Linked DNA regions of Lactuca sativa: regions 1 and 2 are each linked to region 3. The links are chromatin contacts, called in public Hi-C maps. All regions are on one chromosome and are shown on one strand. The core of a region is the stretch at or near the end of the contact, and the rest is flanking DNA. Distances in the headings are between cores, read along the strand shown.

What was found. Hi-C and Micro-C count contacts between places; a contact is called where the count stands out from the background.
Region 1: a Hi-C map of leaf shows a contact between it and region 3, with 8 times the contacts expected there. The contact joins the promoter of LOC111899882 here to the promoter of LOC111899880 in region 3. A contact is called at or near these places in 3 of 4 Hi-C or Micro-C datasets (bud and leaf).
Region 2: a Hi-C map of leaf shows a contact between it and region 3, with 9 times the contacts expected there. The contact joins the promoter of LOC111899881 here to the promoter of LOC111899880 in region 3. A contact is called at or near these places in 2 of 4 Hi-C or Micro-C datasets (both in leaf).

The regions. Positions count from the first base shown.
Region 1 is chr2:193,158,603-193,161,432 of Lsat_Salinas_v11, forward strand. It overlaps LOC111899882 (vacuolar fusion protein MON1 homolog), which reads right to left and starts at 1,517. Exons shown (of 14, transcript XM_023895767.3): 1 at 763-1,517. The coding sequence starts at 1,254.
Region 2 is chr2:193,209,416-193,212,565 of Lsat_Salinas_v11, forward strand. It overlaps LOC111899881, which reads right to left and starts at 1,619. Exons shown (of 1, transcript XM_023895765.3): 1 at 663-1,619. The coding sequence starts at 1,457. The coding sequence ends at 972.
Region 3 is chr2:193,339,868-193,342,973 of Lsat_Salinas_v11, forward strand. LOC111899880 (60S ribosomal protein L12) reads left to right here and starts at 1,680. Exons shown (of 1, transcript XM_023895764.3): 1 at 1,680-2,358. The coding sequence starts at 1,763. The coding sequence ends at 2,263.

The DNA of each region.
Region 1 (2,830 bases), core at 267-2,766, 180 kb before region 3:
AGTTCTATCATTTGCAAATCAAAATCTTTGATTCTCAATAATATTCAGGAACTTCGAAATAATAGATCTCTTATACATTGATCTTTCCACCAATCATTCTAATACGCATACCACAAACTGTTGTATTTCAGAACTATTAGTTGCAAATTACTAAAACTGTGGAGGCCTGAAACATCATATTGTTCAAAATGCATGATTTAACTTAAAGCTTTCCTTTTTCGGGTTTAAAATTCGCCACCAGCCTTAGGACTATACAACTTTTGGCATGAATCTCCTCACTATCCATCCAAAAGGATCACAAACAATAACCAAAACTAAACAGAACAAGATAGCATTTTGTGATGTTAATGCATATAGGTAACAAGCCCAATATATGGGTTTCTGAGATTTATTCCACATTAATGGGAGTATATGAGCTAAAGACACACAATTAAAAACATATCCATATACAATGGTATCTGCTTGATAGAAGTCGTAAAGTGACCATAGAATTTTAATTTCATGGGAAACCGGTTGGACATGTTGATAGATTATCTTATCAGGAAGATATATCTATGCAGAACTTAATAGTAATAGTTGCATGGATGCTGGTAGTTGGATACTATGGATGTACGTTAGTTGTAATAATTGTAGAATAACAGCCGAGAATTAGAAACAACTACTCAATTCAGTGTGATTGATAATTTTCAATCACTTTTCTTGAAAAAGTAACGGTTACCGGAAATTAAAGAACACATATTGATGCCTCAAAAACTTACTCACCTCATCAACGTGCCGTTTACCAGGAACCCATTGAGCAGAATGCAACACCTCTCCATCGTTACCCACGGAAGAACTATTATTCCGAAGCTCCTGAATATCATCAGCTCCAGACGTACTAGCGGTACCACTACTAGTACCCATCTCACCGGCATACCCACTGCTACATGGGCTTGACGTAGCCCCATCTACCTCCACCTTCGAACTATTCCTCCACACCCCCGTCTCCGTGGACAGGTTACTCTCCCCAGTCGAACTTATCAGCCTTTCCGGTTCAATTTCCCTCGAAGATCCCCTGGCGATCTCCGTGACAGGTTCGTGATGATCATCAGCAACTGATACCTTTTCTTCGTCAATTGAAGTGTTCAATGCGATTGATGGCAACTGGTTTTCGATAGCGTCCGGGGAGTAATCAATTGAACCGGTTTTAGGTTTTTGGCCGGCGGATTCTTCGTCCTCGTCGGAGAATGACGAAGAGCTCGCATTTGACGTCATGGAAGGGGATAATCTATGAATAGATACTTCCAAATGTGACTGTTAGGTTTCAGCAAAAGGAGAATTTAGGGTTTTGAGTAGAGAGAAAGAGGAGCGGGAAGCAATGGCATCAGCGTCGACAACTCGGGATCTTCGTCCGTTGGAAACTTTCAGTCGACCAGAGAAACAAATACGGGTCGGTAACCCGTAACCATACCAACCAAATTTGCTTAGCCCCGATGAATTAAAAAGGGATCGTAGTCGTAACTTCTATTTTGGCAGGAAATACAATTAACCAGAAACAAACGTTCTTTAAATATGAATTTTTTATCTGAAAAAGTATTGTTCGGAAATTAATCATTTAAATTTATAGAAGTTTTAAAAGTACCATTCATATTTAAAATGATTTTCCAAAAAGTCATTTATATTTGAAAAGGTTTTCTGTTTTCAAAACAAATCATTATTCTAAAAATCATTTTTTCATAATGCATCATTGCATCATGTAGTTTTTTAACCATCTTCAGTGTATTTTTGCATCCTCAATCCACATACATGATTAAAGGAAATATGAAGTTCGTATTTATAGAGGTGTGCAAAAAAATCGAACGACACCAAACCCCCCAAAAAAATAGAAAAACCAAATTTGAAAAACTAACGTACTGATTTTTGGTTTTCAGAAAAAAAAAAAAAAAAAAACATTTTTTTTCAGTTTGATTTTTTAATATAATAATAAAAGTAAACATATAACAGTTTTGGGTATTTGGGTTCGATTCAACTTTTACTTATAAGAAATCAAATTTAAAAGGAAATTTTGATTTTTTTTTTCTAATAACCAAAAATCAAACATTTGGTTTTTCAAAAAAAAAAAAAAAAAGATCTTCCGTTTTTTTTTTTTTCTGCATACCGTGTTAACCGTCATTATTAGGGGTGAACGCGGTGCGATTCGGTGCGGTTATTAGTCAAAACCTCACCACTAACCGCAAATGCGGTTAATTCATTTTCAAAACCGCATGGTGCGGTTGTGTTTTGCGGTGCGGTTAGGCGGTTATTTTTGCGGTGCGGTTTTGTTTTTTCTGTGTTGCGGTTATTAACCGCATGAATTTGGTGTGATTATTTTGTGTCGTTTTTAACCACAGTTTAGAGCTCAAATAGTTTTAAGAGTTCAAACATATTACTTGTAATAATAAAAAAAATCATAAGGTATAAGACAATTTACTATTTAACTTAAACTACAAACAACTAATATCTTAAAAATGTCAAATCAATAGTAATTAGCAAGAAATATCTTAAAATTGTCTAAGTTCATCATTTTTCAAATTTAAACATAAAAAAAAAAACCAACACTTTTGTCTTATAGTATTTTATCTTTATTTCATTCATGAAACTTGTCTTATTTTTAATACTTAATAAATTAATAATTGATAAAAAAAATGTATATAATATATGCGGTGCGGTGCGGTTTTTTTGCGGTTTTTAGAAATTAATAACCGCACCGCACCGCAAATTTGCGGTTTTTGAAAAACAGAAAACCTTATCATCGGTTTTTATTGGGGTTGCGGTTTATGCGGTTAATTTTAGTTGCGGTGCGGTTTTTGCT
Region 2 (3,150 bases), core at 369-2,868, 130 kb before region 3:
GTTGGTTGCGGTTTGTGAAGGTGAACATAGGTGCGACAAGAGTGTTCCGATTGTGGTGTAACCTTGCAAAGGAGGGGTAGGAATTTGGTGGTGGGTTTTAAGGTGGTATAAGGTGTTTGATTAAGGAAGAAAGGTCGAATAATGTTGGAGCTGGGAAGGTGGCGATGAAATTATGGTGTCTAATAATGTTGGAGCTGGGAAGGTGGCGATGGAATTATGGTGTCTGAGAGATGCAGGTGGTGTGTTCGTGGTGGTTGCACTATTTTGCCTTTTATTTTTAGATTAATAATAATAATTATTATCACAATAAATTAAGTGGAAAAAAAAATAAAAGGACATAATAGTCATTTTATGTCTTGTAAGGGATGAAACATGCAAATTTAAACTAATGAGGGATGAAGTATGCAATTTTTAACTAAACGAGGGACGGTCCGAGTTAATTTTTAAAAATAGGGACTAAAAGTGCTTTTTAGCATGTACACGAGGGACTATTCGTATAATTTACCTATTTTTTTATGGTTTAATACGAATATGCTCTCTAAAAATTCTTTTAACACTTTTGAACCCAACCCGTAATTGGGATGCTGCTTCCTCACTGTTCCACTTTATTTTTATCTGGTGAAACAACAAATCTGAAAACTTCAAACAACAAACAGAAACACTTTCATCAAAACTCAAAACTAATTTCTATTTCATATCAAAATCCAGAATTTACATTCTTAAATCTTAATTAACTACCGATTCTCGCTTCCCATGGCTGTCCAAGAAACGGATTCACCATCACAATTAACAAAAAAGCAAAATCAGACCAAAACGAAGAGATTGCTGAATTGGGGCACAAAAAGGGCATTTACTTGTGTTGATCAATAAATAATTTGAAGAAAAATGGAGATGGAGATTTCTCTGTTGAGTGTTAAGATTCCGCATCTGCAGATATTTAGTAAGAAGAAATGGAAAAAGGATCAATTTGGTTAATCTTCGAACCCGGTTTTCTCCCAAATTGCGTTTCGTACCCTGCTCAGATCTCTTCCTTTCAGAGTCCTCCCGATTCCTTCGTGAACGGAAAATGACGCCATTCTAGTCCTCGCCAGAAACTCATGCGGCGGAATCCGATCTCCAGAGCAGTTATCATCATCATCGAAATCATCGTCGTCACTGTCTCTCCTCCGATTCTCCATGTAATCCTGTTTGAGTATCTTAGACCAGTCCGGAACATTGACCGGCATCGACGATGCCGTTCCTCCAAGCTCTCCTCGCTTCACCGCCACCGACGAAGACCTTTTCGTGATCCGAGAACCGGGCACCGTCTTACGCAACTCCGGAGACACGGAAACATTCCAGACATCCGATTCGTCGAGCTCAAACAACGAATCCGATCCGACGGCACTGTTCCTTTCGTCGGAGATGAACCGGTAGCTTGGTCTAGCTCTAGCATAGTAACTCTTGGATGCCGCCATTACAATGGATTGAAAAATGAAAGTAGTTTACTCTCTGAACAAAATTCGAATATGTCTCAAAACTTTTTCTGAATCAATGTATTTTGCTATCGTTGATGAATGATGAAGATGAACCAAATGATCGTTTTAGTCTGCTTTTATAAAGGCTTCCCAATGGATAAGCTTTCTTTCTCTCTCTTAAACCTAATAGGCTAATATAATATCGTCCAAAATGAAGACCATATTCGTATTTTGGTAACTATATTTTTGTAATTTATAATTATTTTATTTTATTCTGGTAAATCCATTATCCAATTCTAATTTTGTGGTGTAATGTGATTGGTTAGATTGACGGGGCCGCAATAATTAGTTACCTTAACTTTATCCAATTTGACCGTAGGACACGTGTCGTACTCGCTAACAGATTTTGAATGTTGGGCGTAAGGGGTAAAATAGGAATTACAGTTTTGAATTTATTTGTCGCGACTCGAGGCTGCGTGGGGGGATTGATCATCTGGTATGCTGCTTCTCCGATACATGGAAATGTGTGGTCCCCGGTTTTTGGATAAACAAGATGAAGACGCGTGTCCGCTTGCTTATTGTGCCATCTGGATGCGTAAGTTAGTGAAAAAGGCACGTGAAGGGAGACCCATTGGGTCCGTCGACCGTCGAGGGTTCACTTGTGACAACTGGCTTTTCTTGTAGCTCTCTCTCAAATGCGCCACAACACCAATCTTTATCGTAGTCTATTTTATTATTATTATTATAATAATAATAATTATATTATTTGCTTTTAACAAACCATATATTCACAAATTAGTTGTGATATACTTTTTGATTCTATACACATAAATGAGCCCTTTACGTTTATATATATATATATATATATATATATATATATATATATATATATATATATATATATATATATATATATATATATATATATATATATATATATAGAGAGAGAGAGAGAGAGAGAGAGAGAGATTATATGATTGTAAATGTGATTACTAGATATATATTTGTTTAAACATATAACAGAAACTTAAAATATTAGAAGCATCTAATCGATTTGGGTTTTTTAATCAAATATTCCTTTCTTAAGACTCAAAACGCGAGACTTGAGGGCTAATTTGTCAATGGATCTTCAATAACAACTCAATCAAAACTATATAAACGTGAAATTATAAATCATTGAAATTCATTTATAAAAAGGAGATATGGAAAGGAGGTTTATTGTTTATAGAAGGCAAGATGTTGCACATAATATTTATGAATGTTGAAGAAAACATGTCTAATAAAGAATCAAGACCAAAAGAACCAAATTTGAGAAAGAAAAGAATCAAACAATGGGCAACCTGTGTACGTGTAAAATTTGGATATCAAAGTATGTTTGAGATCGTGTTAACTCGTATCTGCCAAAACGTCATGGATAGTTGAGTCGACTATTTGTTATGTCCGTTTGTATTTGGATCTCTCAATCTCTCATATGACATGCCTATTAAAGATGATTAATGACACACGAGTTAACTACATGAACTGAAATCGAATATGATAAAGATAATCATATGTTTGTGCAATGTCTCGTGAGCAAACACGCAGAGAGTTGTGCACATACAAAATCATTTGGTTACAATGCAATCATATCGTCCTTAACTTACAACATTATATTCCTTAAACAACATTATTGAGAAATACCTGCTTTATATAG
Region 3 (3,106 bases), core at 430-2,929:
TAGCTCACAAGGACCAACCAAAAGAGGCTAAAATGACCATAAACAAACCCAAAAGAAGATCTATACAATGAGTAGATAAGATAGGGACTTTATACCTCCAAAGTCACGACATGAAGACATTAACACTAGATATCTAAGTTCCTCTCCAAGAAATGAGTCTTCAACCTTCTCACAAACCACCATAAAACACTTTTCTAAGCTTCAAATCTTACCAAAGGCACTCTAGGGTTTCAATGCATGCAAAAAGGGATGGAGGCTGACTTAAAATGCCAAGAGGAAGGATATAATGATCTTATATAAGGGTAAAACCCTAAAATTATGGTTTAATGCTGAAGGGAGTATGCCCTGCGTACCTCTTAGTACGCTCGTTCTAAGTTCGTTTCCGATGAACTTTATATCCACGAAAAGGTGACGAGAAGCCGTACACTTCTATCAACTTACGTTTGCCTAAAAACTTCCCGAACAGAAACTTAAAATCCATAAAGGACCGAGCGGCCAATTTACGATTATACCCCTGGGCTCCTAAACACAAACAAACACTCGGATTACTTATTCCATACACCCACATCCAAAAACGGGCAATTCCCTTCTTCCCCAAGGCCCTAAGCCTTATGATAACCAATAATTGGGCCACGACCCCAGATAATGAAACGATTCGAAACCGAGTGTTACACAAATGAGTTTTTGAAAGTACTATAATCGTGTTTATACATTTTGTACATACAAGTCTTTTTGCATCAATCCAAAAAATGAAACTAACCAATGTTTTAAAACTGGTTCGAACTGGTCAGATCGAGAACAGGAAATGATAACGGTTTAACAACAACCAAATTTTAGTTGAACCGGTTTGGTGACCGGTTATAGTTCGACTGGTTCAATCCCACCTCCATATTTTTTTATGTATTTTCTATTCATACATACATATAGTATAAAACCAAGCATTTTTCCGACATCTTGCAGTGATGTGCATCAACCTTTGATTGGTGTATACTCCGATTAATTTGATTGATTGAGTTATTCAAATATCCTTTAAAAATGAGTTGTTTTTCTAATGGGCTACGTGAAATCCAACTATCAAAGTACAATAAACCGATTCAATTTTTTTTTGTTGATTCTAACACATTGGTTTAACCTGATTTTTGAAAAAACCGTTCGGTTTGATTCGGCCTAATAATTAACATAAACCGCTTGTTATTGAACAACTAGTGTCTTTGGTTTTCAATGTGATCGGTTCAAACTACTTTTCAAGGTTCTAAATAACGTAAGGCGTGACTTGGCGGCAATGTCAAGCCTCACGTTTTTCCGAGCCTTGGCGAGTCACGGCGTTTGTAAGACGTGACTTAAGGCGACAATTTTCTATATAATTTATATTTTTATGTGTATTTTCAACTATTATTAATTTTTATACATATATATGAGTTAAGGCGGTGTTTTGGCAAAACTTGACGGCAGGTGCAGGCCTTGAAGTCATGGCGCGCCATGACGGAGCCCGAGCTTTTTAAAACCTTGCTAATTTTTGAAACAATCACTTGGTTTTAGTTTTTTTTTTGATAAATGCAAAAAGAATATCCACGTACTTTCATGGTTCTACTGGTCAAATGGGCCTAAATAAACACCAAATCCTAAAAGCCCATGAAGCGTGAAATGAGCATTTCAGTCCACTCTGCAAAACCCTAAATCTTATGTCTTTCTGCTAATCTTCGTTTTCATGCCGAAATCACCTCGCCCGCTCTTGCTAAAACCCTAGTCTTACTCTGCGAAGATGCCGCCAAAGTTTGATCCGTCACAAGTCGTCGATGTTTACGTCCGCGTCACCGGTGGTGAGGTCGGAGCAGCGAGTTCTCTCGCTCCGAAGATCGGACCACTCGGTCTCTCTCCGAAGAAGATCGGAGAAGACATAGCCAAGGAAACGGCCAAGGACTGGAAGGGTCTTAGAGTCACTGTCAAGCTGACCGTACAGAACCGTCAGGCTAAGGTCTCCGTCGTACCCTCTGCCGCCGCTCTGGTCATCAAGGCGCTTAAGGAGCCTGAACGTGACCGTAAAAAGGTGAAAAACATTAAGCACAGCGGGAATATTTCACTCGATGACGTGATCGAGATCGCGAAGGTTATGCGCCCTAGGTCTATGGCTAAGGAATTGCAAGGAACTGTGAAGGAGATCCTCGGAACTTGTGTTTCTGTTGGCTGCACTGTTGATGGAAAAGATCCCAAGGATTTACAGCAGGAAATTGCTGACGGAGATGTTGAGATTCCTCAGGATTGATTTATATATTCAGGTGAGGATTTTTGTTAGTTTTTTGATATAGTTTAAACTTCAGTTGCTTTCTGTTCTTTAATGCTATGAGAATTTTGATTTCATCTTTGCTTCTACTATATCATCAATTTCATCCGCTTGATGTTAAAAGTCAGTATTCTGCAACACTATATACTTTTGCATTGCAACTCTAGTAAACTCAACTAGATTTTAAACTTTTTAAGAGTTTGAACTTTTCATACCTCACAAACGATGAATTGATCAACTTCTTATAAACACTCTTGTTCTTTATGATACAAAATATAACAATCTGAATTTGCATTTCCTATCTCTCTAATAGTCTAATGGATTTTCATAGTTATACTTATTAACTATTTGTGAATAACCTTCAATCATCAAAGTGTGAATATGTAATGTATTACTTTGTTCGGAGTACCTTGTTTTTTTCTTAGTGGCCATATAGGTAAAAATGTAGTCAAATACATATATTACACAATAAACCCGAAGATGAAACCCAAATGTTCAAGAACTCAGATTTCCATATGCATGATTTTTTTGATTTTTGGGTTTTGATTTTCCTTTTTGGAATTTTGAAATTGGTTTATGGACACACACACAATGTGTTCTTCAACCAGGAACCATCGTATCTTTGAAGTCTAAAACACCAAGACACAAACTTTGTTTCTTGACTGTTTCTATCAAATCGTTGATTTTATATATTATGTTGGCCCTTTTACATTAATATTATTACGAAATGCTTTTAAATGTTCTCATACGTGCTACGTATTACCTAACATCAACACTAACCTATTTTGCTTAATATTTGCAACTTTTTTTATTTATTTATAAAAG